Linked DNA regions of Mus musculus: region 2 is linked to region 1. The links are chromatin contacts, called in public promoter capture Hi-C maps. All regions are on one chromosome and are shown on one strand. Each heading gives the region's core, a stretch centred on a gene start, on an enhancer-like site or on the middle of the called end of the contact. The rest is flanking DNA. Distances are from core to core; before and after follow the strand shown. Region 1 holds the start of Cdh17 (cadherin 17). Region 2 overlaps 1700123M08Rik (RIKEN cDNA 1700123M08 gene).

Region 1 (4,719 bases), core at 941-3,440:
ACTAGGAAATATAGCTTAATCTGTTAAGTGTTATGTACATGAAAATATATATTTTAATACAATTAATAATTGAGTCACTGGGTGACTGTCTTATTGTAGTAAGTTAATATGCCTCAAATTGAAGTAAATATTCATGTTCATTATCACAACTTACAAATGACAGATGGGTCAGACACGTAAGAAAATTCATCATATCTTCCATTGTTTAAGAATCAATGAGTTGGCCACAGAAAGGCTAGACCCATTCTAAGTTAAACACCAGAAGTTTCTGAATGAACACAATTTTATGACAACAAATGACTAAGTGTTTCCACACCCATATGTGCATTTATTCGTGGACCTTCTGAGACAGGAACAAAAGGATGCACAGGGTTGCTTCCCAGAGTCCTCTCCCAACACAAAAGTGTAGCAGGTTCTCTTTCTGGATCCTGCCTTTGACAGTAGGACACAGGACAAACTTTGGCCTTGGTAAGAAGAAAATACTGCAAATGCAGTATTTATGTTCAACAGCAATGACTTCCCTCAGAGCTCAGATCTTCCCTCAGATCTTCAAACCTGAAGACTTATATGGAAACTGTCTGGGGGACTTTTGACTTTTGAATATTATTCATCAGAACCCAATCATCTTATCATTCTTATTATCATGTCCAATCCCATGTTCTTAACATAGCTTGGGGGGATGTGTGTGTGGTGTGTGTGTGTGTGTGCGCGCACACACACGCACACAATAGAGAATGATCTTTCTAGAAGGCTGTGGTGGTACACACATATAATCCTAACATGCAGGAGAATCATAAGCACAAGGCGGGTGTTTTTGTTTTTGTTTTTGTTTTCTTACAGAGCAAACAGTAACACCTCAGCTTGACCTGACTCAGTATCTGGACTTTCTCCTGAAAAAGAAAGCCAACCTTCACTGAGGGGCTACCATTACAGCAAGCACTTTACCTATGCATTTGTTCCTCATGGTCACCCACTTGGGCAGATTATCTGTTATCTAAATGAAAAAGATTAAGGTTCAGAGAACATAAGTGCACAGCCTCATGTGCTCTAGCCAATCAATGATGAAATGGGCCCAACCCAACTGACCAACCCCAAAGACTCATAAAATGCATGTCCCCCAGTTAACTGTAGACTCTCCAGAAAAGGAGTCCTTTTATTTCTTTAGAACACCTCAATGTTGACTGTTTTTCTTGTTATCCCAGTGTGCACTTTCTTCTTTTAAACAATGCCTTACTTGCTACTTACATTTTTATAGAAAAGTATGAAAGAAAGTATTGCCCAAACAGTTTGCTTGGTACACCCTACTACAGGGAGCATCTGTGTCATTTCTATAAAGTCACCTGTAATCAAAACACACTGGCAATGGCCAAAACTATGAAGATTCCCAGTGCGCATATGATATCTTGAGAATCCCTCATTAGCAGACAGTTCATCTGCTATGAAGGGAACCAGAAGCACCCCACCCCACCCCCACAGCAACTTCCCTTTCCCACCTGCAAGGTGGGACTGGTCTCCCTTTCGCTCTTCTTCTAGTGCTTTCTTTAAAAGTCTCCTTTCTCCTCTGTGCCAACCCTTCCACGTTCCAGACAGTGTTAAGAATCCAACACTGGATTTGTCTCCTCCAAAAAGTAGACTGAATGATCTCTAAAGACATGTGAGAGACACCACAACTTATGAGACTAGGATTCTAACTCCAATTCCTACAACATAGTTCTGGAAATGTTCTCAGACCAGTTTTAGATGCTGATCCCTAATGACAGGTGCTCACACTCATTTACACCTCAGAGAACCCAATGTTCCCTTAGTTCCACTCCAAGTTCAGTTCGACCAAAAGCCACTTTCATCCAGTGAGTGTCTGAAATACAGACTCATGAGAAATAACTATTAGAGAAAGGAACTGTGTCCTCCCCAAAAGCTAAGGACACCAGGGACAAGCACCTTTTGTAGCTGTACACACTTGGCCTCAAGGGATACATTTATCAGCCCTTCTTAAGCCATCCACCCATCATCTAAGTTATCATTCTTACAAACTTCTGGAAGAATACTGAGGACAATTCACCCTTACCTTTCAGTAAGTAAGAAATGCTGCTTAGAAGTTTTTGTCGTCCATTCAGCCGTGGAGACACTTGCTGTGGCTGAAGAACCCTAAGAGACACTTCCTCAACCTGTTCTGCTCCTCTAGCCTCTCCCTTCACCCACCCCCCCAGTCAAACATTAACCACAACATTTTTATTGATATCTGAGAGTCACTGGGTATCATAAAAGGTATCATTACATTCAGTCCAGGAAAGAAGTTACTTTATACCCATTCATACCAAACATGCTTTCAAACTGGTTGCTGAGTTGTTGGTGGTGGTGGTGTTGTTTTAAATATATGAATAAGTTAGGAGTTAAGAAGTTTAAATGAGGAAGTTGAGTGTGTATCCAACTATCTCTGGAGTGTGAGCTCTGTGGCATCAAAGAGGGTTGCTAACATTTTACACAATCACTTATTGTAGTGTCTGCAAAGGAGACTGTCAACAAGTATGCGTATAGGTTCTGTACAAGTCCAAACTACAAGGCACCAAGTTTGCTGACAGTGTCACCCACTGACAGACACTGACAAGTGATTTTGTAGATGGCCCAGATGCCATGCTGAAAGACACAGTGGCTGTTCCAACTTCTGAAAGACACGGTAACCCAACAAACACAGTTCTGTTCTGTTTTGTTTTGTTTTGTTTTGTTTTGTTTTGTTTTGTTTTGTTTTGAAGCTACTGCCACAGACATCTTAAGCCAAGGCGTCTTTCTGACTGATGGCTAAGTCCCACTCTTCAGTGCCTCCAGGAAACCATCTTGAAAATGTGAAGTGATACCAGGCAGAGGTCACATAGGTCAAAGTTTACCCTGTTTCTGGGGACCTTCTGAAGTGTGTCTGGATGTCTCCTGAACTGCTGTTTCCCTTCCCTTCCATTGCTGGCTTCAGAGCACTCTTAATGGGAGCTCCCTCCCTCTAAGATCTCCTGAACAGCTTTCCTGGGTGCTCTAACAGTGGAACTGCCCTCCCTCCTCAGTCTCACGGCTAAGCTCACTGTGTTTAGAGAAGTAAGATTAACTCGGCCAAGAACTTCTCAAATTTTGACCATCTCTGCTTTCCCATCTGCTAGACAAAATGACCTTGGGACACAAAATCAAATAGCTTCATCCTGCCTGATGATTCACTTCCTGGAATCAATCAATTGCATCTCTCCTCACAGAACTTCTCTGGAAGGAGTTGGCTTCTTGCCTAGTAGTCTTTTAATAATGTGTGTAAAATATAATTTTTAAGTCTACAAAGTTTTTGTGTGTGTTGGGGGGTGTTTTTGCTTTTGTTTTGCTTTAGGAAAAGCAGATTCATAGACGGGTAAATTTATAGATTGCTGTTGTTTTCAGTAATAATACCATGCCACCAGGGCCATGGCACATGGGCATATAAGTTAAAGGTATCTCTTCAGCTAGTCTTCTCAAGTCTATGAATAGATTCCAGCTTAGACACAGGAAACAGAGTAAGGAGAGATTTTCTATCTGGTGGAGTCACTCAGCCTGTGACAATACAGTCTATCCTACCAGGCCTATCTGATTTACAACAAAGACAGCATTCAGACCTGGATTATGTTCTTCCTGTTCCTGTGACTAATAAGAGTAAAAATCCCCCCATGGGTCCATTCTTATCAGGAGATGACCACGATCCTGCTTGTGTCCCTAGTTCTGCTACTTTTGTTCTTGACTTCGAACTCATAATTGGTTAAACCCTGAGAAGTCCCAAGCCAGCCAACCATGTTGCATGCGATTGAGTTTCTGAATTGTTGTTTCCTGTCTTCTCTGGAGTAAGAGGGTCACATGGTTCTGAGAGAAGCATTACTAGCATCAAACCAGTATCCTCCCAGACTCACTCCAAAGACAGACGATTCCTGTTAACATGGGTCAGGGTAGATACCGCTGAGTTTTAGAAATTAATTTGCATGCAGTGACAACAGGAGTTTAACACCTTCTTGGTAATAACAGGATAATAACAGGAATAAGGATAATATAGGTAATAAAACTAGTGATTTCCCCTTTGAAAGCAGAGGACATAGGATTTTTATGACAAGAACAATTGAATAAGGGGCAGTCAGTGCTGAGCTGTACCTGTAAGCTGTACCTGTTAGCATGAGAATGAGAGGTTTGGTCTCTGGTGCCCACGTAAAAAAAAACAGCACGGACTCATAACCCCAGAACTGAGAAAGTAGAGACAGAAACATCTCTAGAGTTTGCTGGACAACCAGTCTTGCCTAACTAGTTAGTTCCTTAGTCCCAGTTGGGAGACCCTATGTCAAACAGACAAGCTCCTGGGGTATGCACATGCATGCATATCCGCACAAACCTAAGCATGCACACACATATGAAACATTAGTATTCATATAAAAGAGTTTAATTGTAGTTACCCTATAAAGGGGATACGTTCCTCCCATATGCCACAGGTTGACAAAACAAAAAGCCCACTGTCACGTGTAGGATAAATTGTTGGTTAGGGGTGTTCTAGAGACTCCCCAAATAATATAGCCTATGTCTATTACTCTTAGTTGCCCACCAGAACTTTAGGCTAAGACCCTCTTAACTGAAGACTCCACTACATGGAGGAAATCAAGTTGTTACTGACCAGGAAGCTTTCTGTCTGTTAATTAGCTTTCATGGTACCCAAAGATGCTATGCAGGCTTCTGGGG
Region 2 (4,719 bases), core at 1,204-3,703, 230 kb before region 1:
CTAACAATGGGGTGGATTTCCTGTTATTATTGTAACACAAAGAGCTCAAGAAGGTGCTTTGGAACCCATGGGCACTGTTTTCAACTCAGGCCAGAGAGGGAAACAATGTTTGGAAAGGTTTCCTGCAACAGAAGAATGGCCTAAGATGAGACTTGAAGTTTAATTAGCAACTAGCTAAAAGGAAAGGGAGAGAGGAAGGTTATGCTAAAGGTACTTAGGGGAACTGTCCTGGGACAGCAGAAGCCTCAGAAGGACTTCACAGAACAGCGGAAGACTCAGACTGGCTTCCTTGGAAGGTCTCTCTGGAAGCAGATAGATGGCAAAGTGGAGGAGAAACCAGAAAATGGCGAAAGGGAGGTGTTGGCTTTGATGGCTTTATTTTTAGTCTCTCTCTGTATCTGTCTGTCTGTCTGCCACCCATGTGCATGTGTACATAATGAGGGTTATGTATGCTATAACATGTACTTGGAAGTAAGAGAACGAATCCATAGTTTGTTCTCTCCTCCTACCTTTACCAGAATTCTGGAGATCAAACTCAGGTCACCATGAGGTTGCTGGCATGGCAAGCAATCTTACCCACTGAGCTATCTCACTGGTCCTGTGACAGTTAATTTAGTGTGTCAATTGACTGGGCCAGCCAGTGAGCTGTCCAGATAATTGGACAACTCTGCAAGAATGTTTCCAAGTGGGGTTAACATGTGACTCCGTAGAGGTGAAGCAAGCTGTCCCCCACCCCAGTGCAGATGACTCTACTCCATCAGCTAGTTGGAGACCTGAATAGAACAAAAGGAATGAATAAGAAGAACTCTTTCCTTTTGCTTGATTGTCTCCAAATTGGGTGCAACTCTTCTGCCTGTTGACTCTGACTTAGTTCTGAGCTTATACTATCCATTCTCTTGGTACTCTGGCCTTTGGCTGCACCACTGAGTCTCCTGGGTCTGGAACAGCAGTCTCCAACATCAGAAGACATGAACACATTACCATTCTGTCTCCTTGTACTTCAGGATAACCCTCATGCACTGGAGTAAACTAATGCCGCCTCCTGTCTAGCTAAGTTGCCTTTCCAACAAGTATCTAGGCAGACCAGGAACTCCCTTGAGACCCTTCTAGTCCCTGCTTCTCCATGATCCACAATCCGTATCTTAGAACTACAGACCTTTTGAAATTTGCATTCAGCATCTGGTTTGACTTTCTTCTTTTTCTTAGTCCCCTCTTTACCACTATCACCATGCTAAAGACACCCCATCCCTCAGACATTTGTACCTCTTGCACCAACCATCTCCATTCTCTGCTGTGCCCTTCCCCATTCTCTCTCTGGCTGGATAAGTGCTAGCAAGCATTTGAAATCCATCTTAAGTGTCACTTCATCAACATGTCCATCCCCAAAGTTATACAGCCCCAGTTATGCTCCATTCTGTATGAAAGAGTGTTCTCCATTGTGGCAGGAATGAATCTTTTCATGGCACCTATTTCTATCACTAGATAGAAGGCTTCACAGTTTCAGCTTTGGACCCCAGGGATCTAGCAAATAAGAGGAATTCGGGCCCTGAGTGCTGGAATTCTGAATATAAGTAGGAACATGAAGGTGTGGTAAAAAGATGCAAGGCACAAAGGAAACAGATTGAAGCTGTACTACATCCCCCAAGGCAGACTTCTCTTTAGATGTTGTCCTACTTAGGGTTTTACTGATATGATAAAATATGATGACCAAATGCAATTTGGGGAAGGAACGTGTCTATTGTATCACAGTCCATCACTGAGAGAAGTCAGGGCAGGAACCTAGAAGCAGAAAGTAAATAAAGCAGAGGCCATGAAGGAATGGGCCTTGCTGAGGCCCACCTGTCCAGGGATGGTGTCACCCTTACTGGGCTACTCCTCAGCAATCTAACCAATGTCCCACAGATTTGCCTCAAAGTCAGTCTAATGGATACATTTTCTCAACTGAGGTTCCTTCTTCTCAGATGACCCTGGGTTGTATCAAGTCAACAAAAACTAAGCAGCAGAGATGTCTTGTTTAGTAAACATGTTGTCTTTCCTAGCAACCATATACACTGTGGCCTTGTTTTCATAAAATTTATTTTTGTAAAAGTTCTTATCAGTTTCTAACTGGGCTTTGTTGTGTGACTTTTCCTCGTGAGAGGTCTGCAATGTTCATTCATTCCAGATACGGTGCCAATGAGTGATCAAAGAAAGGATTTTACCAAGGTCTATGTTGACCCAGTCAGTTTATTGGGGTTATCCACAGGGGTAGGGGTGGCACACAAGCAGCCACAGCATTGAAAAGATCACCCCAGCATGGGTGATGACTCAGGAAAAGTGTATCCCTGAGAGCCCCCTGCCCAACATGCTGCAGCTGCACTGAAAAAAAGAGTCTTACAGGCCTCCACCCAGCCCTCACCCCACCCCAGCAATATCAACTTGGGAAGGAGTCTCACAAATCTTGTAACTTTCCAAGCCTTCCGCGTCCTCTGAGCCACTCCCCATTTCCTCCAGGAAGGGAAGTTTCAATCTGGAGGAAACAGTTACACTGAAAGGCCTGAAGAGCCTTGCGTGATTTCATACTGGAGAAAGTTCCAGAACATACGTATTCTGCCTGGTACTTCTAGGTTCATTGATTCCCATGATATCAGTATCCATTGATGGCATGGTTTAATGTGAAATTAACATTTTAAACAGGATAGAAGTTCAAGAGAATATTCTCTGCTCTTTTTTTTCAATGATGACTAAACACACACTCAGGGTTTTGAAAGTCAAGCTCTGTAGCTCATACAGTGTGAAAACCATAGAGTAGTTAGTCATGTTTTGTAATGAAGCTTGGCAAAATCTAATGCGAAGATTAAAAGGGAAAACAGATTTATTTTTGGCAGTTGACAGTTTAGGCCTGGTGAGTTTCTTATCCTGACTCCTATTAAGCAAGAGGAGAAAACACCTAAATATAGGATCTTAAGAATGAAACTCCAGAGGGGATAACAAAAGTTGGTTTCATTATGTTAAAAGCAATGCAAAGACCAGAAAAGAAAGTGCTTGACACCATTAGACCGTACAGGCAGTTGGCCTTGATGTTTTGCTGCTGAGCAACTGGGGAAATGAGTTATTTCCACTGTGGCCCAAAGCTGCAGGTTTCTCCTATGACTCATCCATTAAAAAGCTTGGTATGAGGAAGGGCTTTGAAGCCTTGTGGCCTCTCTCTGTTAACCCATCGGTGTAAAGCCAGGCTGGACTTCAGCAGGAGTTTTGTGGGTCAGTTTTATTGGGACACTCTGAGGTTTGAGGTCAAGTGATTTCATCCTTCATTTTAAAAAATACATAATTGCAATTTTGTATGTACACATGGATAGCCACAACACCTTCAGACCAATTCTTATTCTCCATTCTGCAGGCTAATGTAAACATGACCACCTTAACTTTGGGGAACAGTGAACACAGACTTTTCTTTTTCTCCTCTGAGTTAAATGAAGAGATATATGCAAACTGCCTAGCTCAATGCCTCACACATACTCCTTGTTCCCACAGTAGCAGCTAATGAAGGTGTGCTGTTATTAGCATTAATGATATGCGTTGGGTAGATAGCTGGCTAGAAGTCAGAGACCCAGTATGCAAAGTGGCTCAATGAGTCTTTATGCAAAGACTTGGCTTATGCCATTGTAAACCTGTGTTTACTCACCTATTACTTAATCTACTTTCACTTCCTTCCAACTTTCTAACTTCAGCCCTTTTAACCCCGTGAACGTAGTGATCAACACAGGGGGTGCTCATAGCTCCATGCCCCAGGCTTCTTCATTGCTCCTGACATTGTCTTCAGCCAGAGCAGGTCTTATGTCTGGCCTTCTGTGAAGCAAGAAGAGCTCTGAAATGGTTGGCTCTGTGTGGCTGCATAAATGCTTTGCAAAGCCACAACCCAAAAGATGTTTGCTGCAATGTTTTCCAAATCCAGGGACAGCCTGACTAAAAAGTCTTTTAGTAAAAGCTTGTTCTCAGATAAAACTCAAATTTGTCTGAGTCAGTAACAAGAGATACTATTTCATTTTCAGTGAGAAAGATGGCAACTTTGTCCCATAAACCCGATGGAATTTAATCATTTCAACTTGGGAATAGAAAACTTTTACTTGAAAAAATAAAACTGCCCACACTAGCTTTAGATAAGGGGCAGACGATGAGGACAGTATAATTTCTGCCCCTTGCATCTAGATGGCTTGTTCCCCTTCAAAGCCTTCGTCAGACATTTTGCTAAGTCTTCCCACAACTGTGGCACAGGCAGGTGGGGCAGCTCCCAGAATACAGCCATTGCTTAAAGAAGAAAGCTGGTCTCCAGAGGTCATGTGACTCTTGCTTGGGTCAAACTAACTTATTATCTTATGCACACCACCAGACATGTGACTCCCATGCTCTCTAGGCTCCCACACACCTCCCAATCCTTGGGATATATCTGAACAGCAGCGACTCTGCCTTCTCCATTAGTTGCCTTGGAAGCTAGCAAAATATTTTGGCATTTTCATGTGATAAAAGTAAAAGAAGTTTACAAAAAAAAAATTGCAACTTCTCAAGAAGGGCTGCTTGCTAAAGGGTGAGGGGAGGGAAGACTCTATCAAGAGATTCTATATAACCCTCATCAGCTGAGCACTTTCAAGGGGGTTGTTCCATGATAAGCATTCCACTATGAAAAAGGTCCCTGGAAAGGGTCATGCCCAAATAAAAAGCACTACCTCTCAGAACATTTCA

What was found. Promoter capture Hi-C pulls out the DNA fragments that hold promoters and counts their contacts.
Region 2: a contact with region 1 is called in a promoter capture Hi-C map of the HPC-7 cell line. The contact joins the enhancer-like site here to the promoter of Cdh17 in region 1. A contact is called at or near these places in 4 of 39 promoter capture datasets (the C10 cell line, the HPC-7 cell line, cranial neural crest and 1 more) and 2 of 115 datasets of contacts at active chromatin or transcription factors (CD8 T cells and pancreatic cancer cells).

Annotation. Positions count from the first base shown.
Region 1 is chr4:11,755,628-11,760,346 of GRCm38.p6, reverse strand. It overlaps Cdh17 (cadherin 17), which reads right to left and starts at 2,190. Exons shown (of 18, transcript NM_019753.4): 1 at 2,066-2,190.
Region 2 is chr4:11,988,470-11,993,188 of GRCm38.p6, reverse strand. The region is part of intron 4 of 1700123M08Rik (RIKEN cDNA 1700123M08 gene); the gene reads right to left. Among named protein-coding and RNA genes, the nearest start is that of Gm52722, 4.4 kb to the left of the region's middle. Within about 2 kb of position 2,453, at least 163 of the 459 cell types and tissues checked have an H3K27ac peak or open chromatin away from gene starts, as enhancers often do. A contact at or near this core is called in CD8 T cells, the HPC-7 cell line, neural stem cells and 1 more, where this site is marked.